Regions from separate parts of the Mus musculus genome. Here region 1 is linked to region 2. A link is a contact called in public Hi-C data. All regions are on one chromosome and are shown on one strand. Each heading gives the region's core, a stretch centred on a gene start, on an enhancer-like site or on the middle of the called end of the contact. The rest is flanking DNA. Distances are from core to core; before and after follow the strand shown. Region 1 overlaps Esr1 (estrogen receptor 1 (alpha)). Region 2 has its middle 84 kb from the start of Esr1.

The links. A called contact is a pair of places that touch in the nucleus more often than the background predicts.
Region 1: a contact with region 2 is called in a Hi-C map of liver, with 3 times the contacts expected there. The contact joins two enhancer-like sites. A contact is called at or near these places in 1 of 39 promoter capture datasets (liver), 2 of 484 Hi-C or Micro-C datasets (liver and muscle stem cells) and 2 of 9 other capture datasets (adipose tissue and pancreatic islet).

What each region holds. Positions count from the first base shown.
Region 1 is chr10:4,733,167-4,740,376 of GRCm38.p6, reverse strand. All of the region lies in intron 2 of Esr1 (estrogen receptor 1 (alpha)), which reads right to left. Among named protein-coding and RNA genes, the nearest start is that of Esr1, 27 kb to the right of the region's middle. Within about 2 kb of position 2,151, at least 4 of the 459 cell types and tissues checked have an H3K27ac peak or open chromatin away from gene starts, as enhancers often do. A contact at or near this core is called in liver, where this site is marked.
Region 2 is chr10:4,622,719-4,630,237 of GRCm38.p6, reverse strand. It overlaps a transcript of Esr1 not described here. Among named protein-coding and RNA genes, the nearest start is that of Esr1, 84 kb to the left of the region's middle. Within about 2 kb of position 4,682, at least 12 of the 459 cell types and tissues checked have an H3K27ac peak or open chromatin away from gene starts, as enhancers often do. A contact at or near this core is called in liver, where this site is marked.

The sequences.
Region 1 (7,210 bases), core at 902-3,401, 110 kb before region 2:
GTGATAACAAACACACTCATTTCTTAAACCTAGTCTTTCTCAGGTTCTAAATTGTTCATAACTTGGTCCAGATGGATCATCTAAGAACTTCATTTTTGATGTGTAATAAAAGTTTACAACCAAGTTTCTTTCTCTCTTCATTTTTTTCAAACCAAAGTAAGCAAAACTCAAGCACTTGTTAATGAAGGTCTTAAATCTTTAGGGAAAAGAAAAAAAAATGGCAGGTGGCCTGGGGAACTTACAAAGGAGTGCTGTCTCTAATACCCACATAGTCCAAAGAACAACTGCTCTGTATTTTTATTTTTGTTTTATAATTTTGAGGGGCTTCAATTAAATACACATAAGAAAATTTACTGCATTAAGCAGCTCACGTGTTAAGTATGTTCATGTTGAAGCACAGTCTTTAGGATTGTTTGATCTCATAATACTGAGCTGCATGCATTAAATAATAATCCCTAGTTTGCCCTTCCCCAGCTTCTCTCAGGCATCCTACACTCTGATCCAGTGGGTGCCATGGCTCTAGCAGCTGTGCCAAATGGAATCAAACTGTATCTGACTGGTTTGGTTCTGCCATATATATGTAGCATAGTGTCCTTCAGATCCATTCACATAGATACATGTGGTAGCATGTGTTACAATTTTTCTTCCTTTTTTTCTCAAAACAAAGTTTCACTATGTAGCTCTGGCTGTCCTAGAACTTACAATGTAGACCAATCTGGTCTCAGACCCTCAGAGGCCCACCTATCTCTCCCTTCTGATTGCTGATTAAAAGCATGAGCTTGTTGCTGTTGTTTGTTTTGGGAATAGATTCTAGTTCTCTATCCCAGAATGACCTTGAACTCATTATATAGCCCAAGCTGACCTCAAACACATAGTCCTACATCCTCAACCTATGGATTATAGGTATGTACTCGCTAGAATTTCCTTCCGTTTTCAAACTTAACAATATACCACAGCATATACTTATCATATTTTGATAAAAATATACATATTTGTATGTATGTCAATATATTTGTATATATTATAATATATATTTTAAACATTTATACATGTATAATATATTTATATATGTATGTGTGTCATTTCTAGCTTTCAGTTATTGTGAAAAATGTTATATGAACATAGCTATACAAATATTTCATCAAAACCCAGATTTTAATTCTTTCAGATATTCATAAACAGAATTCCTAGAACATAAGACAATTCTATTTATATGTTAGTGCATAGTTGTGGGTGTAGGTGTAAGTGCACGTCTGCATATGCATGTGTGGGAGTCAGCCTCAGGAACTGTCCCTGAGGAACCACCTACCTTGCCTCACTGAGACCTGGAACTTGCCCGTTAGGATAGGTTGAAAGCCTCAGGGACCTACCTGCCTGGACCTCTTCAGCACTGGAATTACAAACACAGGACACCATGCTGGGGTTTACAGGAGTGGCAAGTGTTGAACTCGGGTCCCCATGCTTGCTCAGTAAGCCCTTTACTCTTTTTCTAGTCCTATATTTATAGCGGATTAAAGTATCTGTCATGAGTTTTTCCATAATGGCTCCACCATCTTACATTTCCAACCAGCACAAACACTTTCCATTTGTTGTCTCTAGCTGGCTCGTTTTGGTGGTGATTTTTCTTGTCGCTCTTGTTGTTTGCAGTCATCCCAATGGCTGTAAGGGGGAATGATGGTACTTTTAAGGTTTTATTTGGCACTAATCCCTCTCCTGCAGCCACTCTTAATGTTCAGAGCCTTGAAATAGCTTCTTCTTGTTCTAAACATCAGTGGTTTGCCTGGACTTGGCCTCTTCTGCTAAGAGCTACACTATTCTTTCTGTTGGATGCCTTCCATCTCTGGTGCCTCAGCTCAAATACTGACTCAGCAAGCACTGACAGTAAGTAGATGGATCAATAAGTGGATGCGTGGCACAACCAGTTTCACAATATAAGTGGAATATGTAAAAATCTGTGTCTAAGCTATCAGTATAAAAATAAACAGGAAAATTCTGGAGAGCTACAACAAATACCTGCTATCAGCAATGTGTTTCTCATTAGACGTGACATTGAGATAACTCCAGAATACCAAAAACTCAACTGTGAACACAGCTACAAAAGCAGAAGGGACACCAAAGAAGAAGGGGGAATGTTTGCTGTCCATTATGCAATGTGTCAACCAAGATAGAGATCATGCAAATAACATCAGCAATCATACTAACTGGGCACATCCTTGTTCTAGAAAGATGTCATGAAACTTCAACTAGATCAGGGGAAAGAAGAGAGGAGAGTTTCCCATGGGTTGCAAATCCCTATGGCATCTCCCGGAGGTATTCAAGTAACTTGAATATCCCAAGGGTAAAATCAATCAAGCACAATGGTCTACATAGGGCTGTTGCCCCAGGTGCAGCAATTGGCTTGATCATCTGTAATTCAAAGCAGCAGAATGTAAATCTATATCTGGGATCAGAAGTTATCACAATTCTGAATCATTAAGAGGCATCTATGTCTTGGAATAGATTTGATAACAATGGTGGTAGTTAGGATGAGTCTACAGTCAACCTGACCACAATGGTGGGTGCTGGAAAAGTCTACACCTTAGTGCAGACCTAATCATATTAATAGGTCATTGGAAGATGACTACACTAGACTTGATCACAACAGTAGGTGTGCTGGCTAGTTTTATGTCAACTTGACACAAGCCAACAGAGTCGTGAACATGGGATTATCTGACATATAACATATAACATATAACATGGGATCATCTGACATATAACATATAACATATAACATGGGATCATCTGAGTGCCTATGGCTAGATTCAACCCAACAGACAAGCCTTGTGACAGGTACTAGTCCCACCTCTTTCTGCTGATCACTACCCAGCCCTAGTCCGTGCACCTGTCAGATCTGGCATTGTCAGCCTCATATGTCCTTGGTAGGAAGTTGTCAGCTATGTCACCATCCATCTTTCTTTAACTCTCTCAGCTTCAGAGTCCCTGCCCACCTTGCTTTCCTTTATGCTCCTAGAACCAAAATCAGTTGCTCTTACCCTCTTCATGTTCATGTTAGGCTTTATCTTTCTGGATGGAAGCCTCACAAACACTAACCAGGTCTTTGTCCCTTTATTGTAATTAAAGATAAATAAATTGTTTAGCAAAATTGCTTTAAAATCTTTTTTCTTATAATAGCCTTTCTCACTGAATAGTCCAGAAATCTTTAAAGCATTGCAACGAGCACAATGACGAGAGAAGATGATAGTAGTAGTGAAAGGTGGACAAAAGCAAGAAAGAGGTCAAAGGAGAGGAAGAAAAAGATGAAGAGGAGGAAGAAGAGATGGAGACGCAACACCATCCACCTACAGAAACTGGGAGCCCACTTGCCTCACTTTGGTTGCACTTGTATTACATTAATTGATTTCTAAGTATTCTCAAGAGTTCATCCCACTGACAATATAATACATACTAAAATGATCTAAAAGCGTTTATACAAAGTCTAGAGGGCAGACTCTCTTGAATCGATTAAAGTATTGCATAAGAAATATTAATTGAAAAGATTTTCATTAATCCAAAGGAAAGTATGAAACTCAGTGTAATCAAACACTGCTATTTTTCCAATCATAAATAGTAGGACCAGCTATTCAAAATCATTATCACTACTCTGCTAGCCTAGCCTTTTTAGTATGTATTTAATGCAGAAAGTCTTAGATTCCAGAAGAGATTTTCTTTTACAAAAGAACCAACAAGTGTCCACTCCTTAGAAAACAGTTTAATTGAATGTTATTAAGATAACTTCGTGTTTTCTTATGAAGGCCATTACCCTGTTCTTTGTACACTCAAAATTCCCTCCACTTCTTCAACATGGCATTCACCACAGTTTCTAGTCCTACAAGTAGATGACAACTGTAATATACAGTAAAGCAGTAATAAATGTAAATATATATTCCTTTCATAAATAGTAAACTCCAATATGACACAAATCATGTCTTAGTTCATGTATTTTAAGTGACACACAGCAGGTTTTCAATAAATGCTTACCACTCCTGTATTTAACCCCTTGTCGTATTTAATAAACTCTTTTTTTTTTTCAAAATACTCTTCCTATTCCTTGTTTTTGTTTGTGTTTCAGAAATCGAAATAAAGTTTGAATTGTAATGACCATTTACCTCCCAAATTCTCCCCGCCAGCTACTCCACATTGAATTGTCACAATCATTTCCTATACCATATAGGTAAGGAAGCCATGGACCAGCTTTGGAATGATTAAAATTCTAAAAGTGTCTGGAACATGCATATACAAAGACTCTCACATTTCTGCCTATGTTCTTAAGACTGCTAGAAACCAAGGGAAGGCAAGTTTTAAAAAAATCATTAAATTCATTAGCAGAATTCATCCCAATTCCTGATTTTTCTTCTCTAGCCAGCACTGTTCTCTGTTTTTCTTAAGATTTTCTCACATCCATCTCTGACATAGCTCACCTTATGTCCCATGTATTCATCTCATCTTCCCCCAGAAAATTAAGCTTTAGTTTTACGTCATCCTTGAGACATGTCCTAAGCACTCAGATCACACTGCCTCCTCAACTGAATTCTTATATTACTGACAGCCCTCACCAGAGCTCCTCCCACCTACTTTGTGAGCATCCCCCTCTTCAACCAACCCACCTCTACACACTTTGTGATTTGCTCTTCCCTGGCTAGGCTTCTAAATGACAGGACCCAGGGCTCTTCCTTCAAGTCTTTGCCATTCTGTGTCAACATATGATCTTTATAGGAACTAAGATGTGTGTGGTCATACCCATTGCCCTTACAGGCCTTCTTCTAGGCCTCAGACCCATGGGATAATTGTTGATTTTGTCTACTCTTCACTATGCCTTGAATGACCCAAAGATCTCTAGCAAAATAACAAAGCAGAACCTGGGGCTTCTTCAGAGAGCCAGCTTCTCCTCCTGCCTTCCATGTGGCCCTACAACCTGCTGAGGATCTGAAACCTATTGTCTCCTCTACCTGGACCATCTCACTCCTGGGTAACTCTGAGGCACCATCCTTTCTGGGCTCAAGTTTGTTTCCCTTCAAAGAGCTCAAGATCCATTGGCCCCTTTTTCACAGACCTTAAAGCTTCCTCTATATCTCAGGATTTTACCCTTCCTTATTCAGACATGCAGTGGGTTCCCACCAGACCATAAAAAAAGGTCTTTTCAAGATGTGAAAGTAGTGGTGCAATCTGTCTCCTGCCTGCCTCTGACAACTCTCCTCATGCTACCCCACTCACCCGGCTTCAGATGCTAACACACTGATGCTGCTAGACCATCAATTCCGCTTTCACATGCCCACACTCTACTCTGCAACCTATTCCCCCCTCTGTGGGACAGCACCCACCCCCTTCCCACAGACACTTTCCTAGCCCCTCCACATAAGACTCCCTTTTACCTTCTATGCTTTTACTGCTTTATCTCCTAAGCAGAACTTTCAGCTTCTCCACATCCAGTCTGATCTAAGCATGTTTATTTTATTATCTGTTTTTCCACTTGAAATATGAACTTCATGTCTCCCAGTACTTTAGGAAGAGACTTACACAAAGAAACAAGTGTAAATAGGTCATGAGACTGATGAGCCCGTCCTTGGTGGGCTTATTGATTATATGTTTGATGGTACAGCCATAACCTTCATCATGACGGATACCATGGTTACTTTACCTGCCGAAGAACCATAGCTTAGCGTTAGTGCATGACACACAGTTGGATGACTAATAAAGATTTGCAACTTGAATGAATGTGGCTCAAAGTGATTATCCTCTTGTGCCTTCCCAATTCCACATCTACACCACTCCTATCTCACACATCTGTCCTGCACCGTACAGCAAGAGTGAAATTTCTACAATGGGAAACAGACCCCACTCAGTCTCCATTCCTGTGCCCTTGTCAACTATTAGAGGACTTCTTAACCTCTTGGGTGAGTAGATCCCAGGAAATTACTCTTCTTTACAGGTACAGATCCTGTGATCTTGGTTGTTCACGTTCCTCCTGAAGTCCATGAGAATGACAAGATTGTTCGAACCACAGCTGCTTCTGAAGCAAGGTAACCCAGTCACAGAGAAGGGACCACAACGCCAGTCATGTAGTCAGTGAACTCTGGAGCTAAGGACCAGTGCTGTCTGAACCCAGAGGCCCAGGATACTCCACAAACCACCATTCGTGGGAGCTCCACCCAAAGGCATTGCAAGCCAAAGGCAAAGATTGCACATCTGGAAACAAGGTCATTGCCTCGGAGCTCATCCACAGACTCATAAATCCCATCAGTAATTGCCTGTAATTATTTGTTACAAGGCCAATAAAACGTTCTGAGAGGAAAATGTTAATTTAATTTCCAGAGCAAAGGTTGAAAACTCTATTGAGTTCCATGAAAATGGAGTTAGGGACCTGAGATGCATTGATGCATGTCTCAATGTTTCCTAAAATGGGATTTTAAAATAAACCATATTATTTCATGTTTTGAGACATGGTTTTTCAGTGTAACCCTGGATGGCCTGGTGTGTAGCCACAGCTGGCCTTAAATTTGTGCCAATCCTCCTGCCTCTGCCTCCTATGTGTTCGAATAACAGGTATGCCTCGCTATACCCAGTTTGGAAAACTTTAACTCACAAGCACATAGAAAATGATGTGCCATTAATGCTCACAGGTAAGAGTTCTAAAAGTCTTTATGCACAAAGCAAATTAGCATTCTCCATTCAAAAGTAAGGCTCTTTGTGAAATGTCAAGAGGTTTTTCCACTCACTTAAGAAAAATGTCTTCACCCCAAAATACAAGCAAGTGTTGATTTTCCACACTAATGGGAAACAAGAGTCGCCTGGTCTCAAGTTCCCTGAAAAATCCCATTTGCTCAATATCTTTTTATCTTTTTGTCACTTACTAATGTGTAACCAAATGACCCAATTTGAGTTTCATCACCTGCCCTTTCTCACTCACACCAATCTGTTATAAGCGCTAATGAATGGTAAGGTCCAGAAGCCCAAAGAGGCAAGAATCAGGCTGTGCAGAGGACACTAAGGAGGTAAAGTAATAGAGGGGGAGTGGCAGCTTGACTCTGCACCATCCTCTTCAAAGAGTTAAAAAGTCTGATTTCCAGTCTAATCTCCACAGGCACTGTGATGTATGTTAGAGGAATACATTTGTGTTTGTGCTGGATTATTAAGAAATCCACTCACCTATTGACAGCCCTGAGGGGAAAGCTGT
Region 2 (7,519 bases), core at 3,433-5,932:
AATAGAAAGCAAAACCTTAGTAGCCATTAAAAGTCCTTATAAGAAAAAGCAATATATTCCAAGCCTGACAAGAGAGAAATAGATAAATGACTAGAGAAAAGAATTTGAAAACAAATACCTATGCATGTTAATTCTTCAGCGTAAAGGTGCAAAGATTTGTATGTGATGTTTAAATATACTATTCATATAGAGGGGGGGAGGTTGAATCTTCCAGTTTTAAATAGAAATAAAACCCATGTGTAAAAATATACTAAAATGTAGTGAATTAGGAAAAGAGAAAAATATTATAAAATGTTCAGATTAGGAAAAGAGAAAGTAGAAACTTTAGTTTTTTGGATATTTTTTAATGAAAATGGATTTCTCAAAGTAGGACAAGACCCAGAATCCACAGCTACAAAGACAGGATCCACGTTATAAATGAGGTTTTTAGCACTGGGGTTGTCAATCAGTGCTGCAGCACTTCCCTGGCATTTATGTGAGTCTGGGTCCACTTCCCAAAATAAAAATGCCAAACAGTAAAAATAAAATAAAATTTCTTTTTGTTGTATATAATTATAATAAGAAGGCAAGATATAAATTATTGACATAGAAAGATAAATAGCAACTAATGTGAAAACATCTACAGAAAAATTGTTTTAGCACATTCCCAGCAAGGAAATGGAAATTAAAACTTCATGATATAATCATGGCTCATACTTCTCAGAATAGCTCTTATCAGAAAGAAAGCACACAATGTGTTGAACTCTGATAATAAGAATATAAATAAGGATAAGTCTTACAGAAAACAATGGAAAGTTGCCCCAAAGCTAAAGGTAGAATTACTTTTATACTTATGCCTAGCAATTACACAACTGGGTGTTTGTAAAAAGAAAATCAAGTCAACATGTCAAAGAAATATTTGCACCCCTGTGTTAGTTGAGGCATTCCCACACACACAAATTCAATCTTTTTAAAAGTCTACCAATAGATGAGTAGATAGAGGAAATTTCATTTATGTATCCAATAGAATACTATTCAGCTATAAAGAAGGCAGTCTTGCCGTTTGTAAAGATGAAGATGAACCTAGATATCTAAGGGAAATAAGCCAAACATAGACACATATGGAATCTAAAACTGTTGACCTCGGAGATAAAGGAAATAGATCATCAGTGATTGTCACCAGGTAAGAAAGAGAGGTGTAGGGAATGCTGGGAAAGAATGCAAACTTTCACTTAGGCAAACAAGTTCAGGAGACCCATCTCACAGAATAAGGACTGGAGGTATTAACATTAGTCTTGGACCAGGGAGAAGAATCGGCAGTTCACAGCACTAATTGCTCTGCTAGTTCAGATCCAGTATCCATGTTGGGCAGCTCACAAACATCTGTGATTCCAGCTCCAGGGCATCTGATGCCCCCTTCTGGCTTCCATGGAAATCTGTACTGATGTGTACATACCCACACAGAGACATGACACACATAGTCCCTCTCCCCCTCCCTCTCCCCCTCCCTCTCCCTCTCTCCCCTCTCTCTTTCACTCTCTCTCTCTCTCTCACACACATCTGCATAATTAAAATAAATCTTAAATAAAACATCAAGTGACTACTACAAGGAGTTGCTTAGTTTGCTATCATGTATTCTTACATATTCAGCAAAAAAAAAAAAAATAAATACATTCACAGAAAATACTAAGAAACACAACCACAAGGCTGAAAACTTTGTGAGACAATGCATGTATTAATTAGCTGTTTTCATCTCATAGTCTACATATATCTTAAGACATTATGGAGGAAAAGGGGCAGATGACATAAACACAAAACACATGAATTTTTAAGAATAATTATAATAAATGAAACTAAAATGCAATTTAACACAATGTTTCATGTTGTAAGTACAAGTTTGTCTGATAGTTTAAATATATATGCAAATGTATGCAAACATATACAAATTACATCCATAAATCAGTTAGAAAAATTCAATTATATGGGAGAAAAGGGGTCTAGGGTTCACATAAGTGACTGACAGTTACAGAATCCAGAAGAACAGTAGTGTGCAAGGTATCAGCTCCATTGATAAAACAAGAAATATAAAAATGTGTGCTAATAACACCCATTAGACTATCAAAAAGTTATAGTGAAAAAAGAAAAACTCTAGGGTTTGGTTGGGGTTTTTGTTGTTGTTTGTTTGTTTGCTTGTTCGTTTAGGTAAGGAAAGTGCTAGTAGAAATGTAAGGAAAATGATATTCTCAAACATTCATAGTAGATTTACTATAATATTTTTGGAAAATAAAATGGGAAAAAACGTTAAATTTTAAACACACACACTTTGAACCAGTAGTTCAACATCTGGGAATTTACCATGAAACTAAATCACAATAGCTAAGAAGTGTCTGGGGATATCTGTAGTGGTAACATTATTTTTAAAGAGAAAGGAAAAACACAAGATCAAACAAACTGCCTTCTACACATTTATTTTCAGGTCCATAGATTAGGGCTGCTCTCAACTATAGTTGGAGAGGTTTCTTTGCTGCGGGCAGCAGTCACTGCGGAGACTCGGAACTGGCTGAAGTGCTGAGAGAATACATAACTGTGGGTGCTCAGCGCTGATAGGATAGGCTCAGGGAACTTGGATAAAGAGGTGTGTGTAAAAGCTGAAACACGGAGAGGATTGTTGCAAATGTTATCTTCAGGGCAGGGCTTGTAAGCTCGCAACAGCTGTGGTCGGTTACCTTCACAAGATCAAGCCACTCAACATGCCAGCAAAAGTAGAGGAGGGGCTCCTGAGGACGCGCCCTTAGCTGAGGAGCTGGTGGCAAATGCTGGCTGCTGGCTGAAGAAAGGGGAGTCCTTTTTCTTTTTTCTCTTGCTTTTTGCTTTTTCAAGACAGGGTCTCCGTGTAACCCTGGCTGTCCTGGAACTCGCTCTGTAGACCAGGCTGGCCTCAAGTTCACAGAGATCCTCCTGCCTCTGCCTCCCAAGGGCTGGGATGAAAACCTGTGCTACCACCGCCCAGCAAGGAGAGTTCCTTCCCTTGAGAGGTGCGGCCACTGATAGGCTGCCCATACGCCACAGGATAAAGCCACACCCATATTCATGCGAGCTGCACTGATCAGACTCCATGGGTCGCCCTAAAATGGAAGAGGACATGTAGGTAGGAGAGAAACCTGTTGAGGTGAAACTGCCAACAGGACCCGAGAGTAGGTGTGATCAAGATGTATTGTATATATGTATGAAATCACCAGAGAATAAATTTAAAATACAAGAATAAAAAAATGAAACAAAAACAGAAAAAAAAGGCTGCAGCATAACAGAAAACATGAATGGCACAGAAACAAACAAAATATAAAGACTAGACTCTGTACACAGAAACACAGTGTGACTGGCTAATTTCATGCATTGGTGGCACAGCTAAATAAAGTGGAGATTTTATTTCTAAGTGGGATAGTGAAAAATTTTTGCTTGAAATTTTTGTTAGCTTTTAATTGTGTGCATATGTGTGAGGTAAGTTTACAAAATACAACATAATCTCAGTGTGCACAATATGGCCCTGTGTCTGCGTGTATTCATAGTACAGATATGTTATATGTGCGTTTGTGCGCATCGGTGCAGTGCCTATGGAGGCCAGAAGAGGGCGTCAGATCCTCTGGAGCTAAAATCATAGGCAGTTGTGGGCAGTTGTAGGAAGCAAAGCAGGTCCTCTGAAAGAGCAGTACGTGCTCTGACCTCTGAGTAGCACTTGGAATTTTTTTTTCTTTAGTGACTCTCTGCGGTATGATAACTTTCTGAAAGTGAAGAGGAAAAAAAAAAAAAAAAGTCTAGCAATATCCCAGATAATTGCTTTTTTAAAGTTTCCCTTTTGATACTGTATTTTTGCTTTTAAGGATTGCTTTCAAGAAATAAGATAGAGATGTAGCGAGTCAGGCTTGTGAAAATACATAAGCAACCAAACAAATTCTACTGTGAGGTAAGTTTACAAAATACAACATAATCTCAGTGTGTACAATATGGCCCTGTGTCTGCATGTATTCATAATACAGATATATTATATAGCTATATGTTTTCTATGTCGCATGTAAAATTAAAATCATGTTGTATCTTGAATTTTCATTAACTTATTTTATTAACACATTGTCTAAACATGAGAGCGTTATTATGTTGGTCAGTATTCACATGTAAATATATACCTATCTATAATATGAAGAAAGGGCTAACATAAAATATACTAACGTAAAAAAAATACTAAAGTGTTTATGATTGTTTGTGGCTGATAAGATATAGGCAAATTTTATTCTCTTCTGTAAACTGGCTCCACATATCCGGTATCCTACAGTCAGAAAAGCGAGATGATCATTTCTAAATGGAAGTCTGAGAAAAGGCAATGATTTCATTGGTCAGAGGCACCACCTTCCTCTGATGCTCCTTCAACCTGAGAGAATGGCACATTGCCTCTGTGTCCCTTGTGCTCTGTCTCTCAGGCTACTTCACACAGGTGAAAGAAGCCCATCGCTCCCCTGGCCACAGCTCTCAGAGGGGCCACGCATCCATCTAAAAACAGCAACGCCTTTTCTCATCATTTATTCGATTTCCAGAGCCACAAATTCTTACAGTGTAAGTGAGGGCTCTGCCACATCCCTCTAGGGGTTCCTCCTGGGTCGCAAGGTCTCTAGCAGAGCACTGACAGAGCAACAGTGTGGGAAGGTAAACAAGCCTTTGGAAGGGACCCTGCGTGCTCTTGGGACAACCTGTAAACTCTGGCTCTTATCCCAGCCAATCTACCTGGACACAGTGACGCCAGCAAGGTAAACAGCAGCCCCGCCAGGCCTGCACGGCCCTCCCACTCTTCCCTCCCTCAGAAGGACCTTGCTTTCTTGGTTGATTCAATAAAAGGATTTTTGCCACATTTCTGCATTTAGAAGAGAACACCACAAACACAGGTACTACTTTAAGGTACAGCAGGCAGCCTCCTGTTGCTGGAGTGATTTAAAGACATGTGTTCTGCGTGAATGACATCACACAGAACACATCAGGACACTATTTTGTAGAGACTTGAAATTCTCAAGTAGAAGCAAAAGATCATTAACACTTTGGTAGACAAGAGCACACTGTGGTTTAAATGGAGATGAAGACAATGGCTGGAAGCTGTAGCAAGAAGACAAAAGAGACAGAGCTATACCCAGGCATGTCCTTAACAGAGTCCAACACAGAGCGTCTGACTTTTTCTGGCATCATGGCATTCAAAGTTCCAGATGACTAAGACCTCCATTTGTATACATAGAGCTCCAGACCAGACAGAACATTCTGGCCTATCTTATTTATGACTACATGTCAAGTCAACAAAGAAGAAAGCCGGTATACTCAACTGTATGGTGCTGTAGCCTGAGCCTGAATAAATTGCATAAACTAATGTCAGTCTCTAGTTCAATCAGCCATCATCAAAGTGCCCTTTGGCTCCCTGCTAGTGACAAGTTAACAAAATAAACCTCCTGTCCTTGCCACCAGACACCCAGGCAGGGCCCACAGCAACCACACCCGGAATACACTGTCTGCGTTGCAGTTCACTCAGGGACAAAATTGGAGCCTGGGGGTCAAAAATCACAGCAAATAGGTACCAATAGGAATAGAGGTGTGTCTCAAATGGAGAATTAGGAGTCATAATGGCGGCTTGCTTGTTAGTAGAAAGGGACAGCCATTAATGCCCCAGTCGGTTCTTGCCTCTTTGTGTGTGGTTTCCCAATGTTGTGGCTCATCCTTCCCTCTGCAGTGCAGCTGAGTCATCGCCATCTTTAATTCCTGGGTTTCCAGAGCTCCCCCAAATAACCCATGTCAGAGTTCACTAGGAAAGCGAAGCTGAGGTGTGGCCACAGTTGACTGGTCAGAGGTCCCTTGGCTTCTCAGGTGTGAAACTAAATTCTGGAATACATTTTCACTAACATGAGAGAAGCAGACATGGAATTGAATTAAATGAAAGAAGATTCTGGGAAATAGTCTTTCTGCTAAGTAAAATGGGTAGATAATAGATGATACAAGATAGATAGATGATAGATAGATGATAGATAGATAGATAGATAGATAGATAGATAGATAGATAGATGATAGATAGATGGTAGATAGATAGATAGATAGATAGTAGATAGATAGTAGATAGATAGATAGATAGATAGATGATAGATAGATGGTAGATAGATAGAGAGATAGATAGATAGATAGATAGATAGATAGATAGATAGATAGATAGATAGATAGATACAGAAATAGCATGTATGTCAACTCAATTAAGTATTTCCTGTAGTGTAGACAGGAAACTGTACTCAGAATGATGACCTGGAATAAAGCCGCACGAAGAAGCTCAGACTCAGTGCCCAAGTGGACAGGCTTTAAAGCAGGAGAGGAAATCACAGAACTCCGCCCCGCAGCAGAGAGAAGGGAACGCTAATTCACAGTGAATCCAAGCTCCCCCTTTTAGATCGACTATAAGTACTTCCAGGGACAAGACTTTTTCCTTTCCTTGTAGTGTTTCTATTTCTTCCAGCAGACCGAGTACTGTCTCCACTGATAGCCAAAACCCAGATTTACAATGGCCAAGAGCCTGCAGGTTCTTCCCAAGTTCAAGCCTTATCATGGACTTCATTCACAACAAGGTATCTGCAGGGAATTACACAATCTCTCTGAAGCTAGGGTTACTATGCTAGTAAGGGGGGCTGGGGTATCCTGCTGCTTATCTGAGAGCTCTGAAAAAAAAAGGCCAAATGAGCTGCTGTCTGCAAAGCACAGAGCTGTGGTTTGGATATGAAGTACCCATCCAGGGCTCATGGCTTAAAGGCTTGGTCCCCAGCTGTGGCACTAGATAGAGGTGGCTCTGTCCTCACTAATACACTAATCTCTTGCTAGAGGCACAGTTTAATGGTTTCTGGGAACTGGTGGGATTAGGAGGTTGAGTCCATTTGGAGGAATTTGGATCCATGCCTTAGAAGGATAAAGTTTGTCCCCAGCACCTTCCTGTATCTCTTCCTCAGCTGCCTTCAGGCCACAAGATGAGCATTTCTGCTCCATCTTACCTTCTCTCTCTCTCTCTCTCCCTCCCTCCCTCCCTCTCTCTCCCTCCCTGCTTCTCTCTCTCTCTCTCTCTCTCTCTCTCTCTCTCTCTCTCTCTCTCTTTCACTCTCACTCTCACTCTCACTCTGCCTCAACACCGACATTCCACAACAGGACAGAAGACTGAAATATTTGAAACCGTGATCCACACTGAAGTTTCCCTTCTTCAAAATAATTTTCTTTCAGGGTATTTGTCACTGTGATAAAAGCCTGGTTCTGGTGTTAACTATTTGACAACTCACATCTAGCAAAGAGAAAAACAGGACTTTAAAGAACTGCCTTGTACCTACAGGAAGCTGGCTTTAAAAGAGTGGGGAGGAAGCAGACCCACAGGTGGGCTCCATGCTAATCTATTGACATACACTTCAAATGTTATTTTTCAGCCCTTTAGAGTTTCTACTTAAGAATAGAATTTAGCATTAACAGATAAATGCACGCAAGAGTGGGAGAG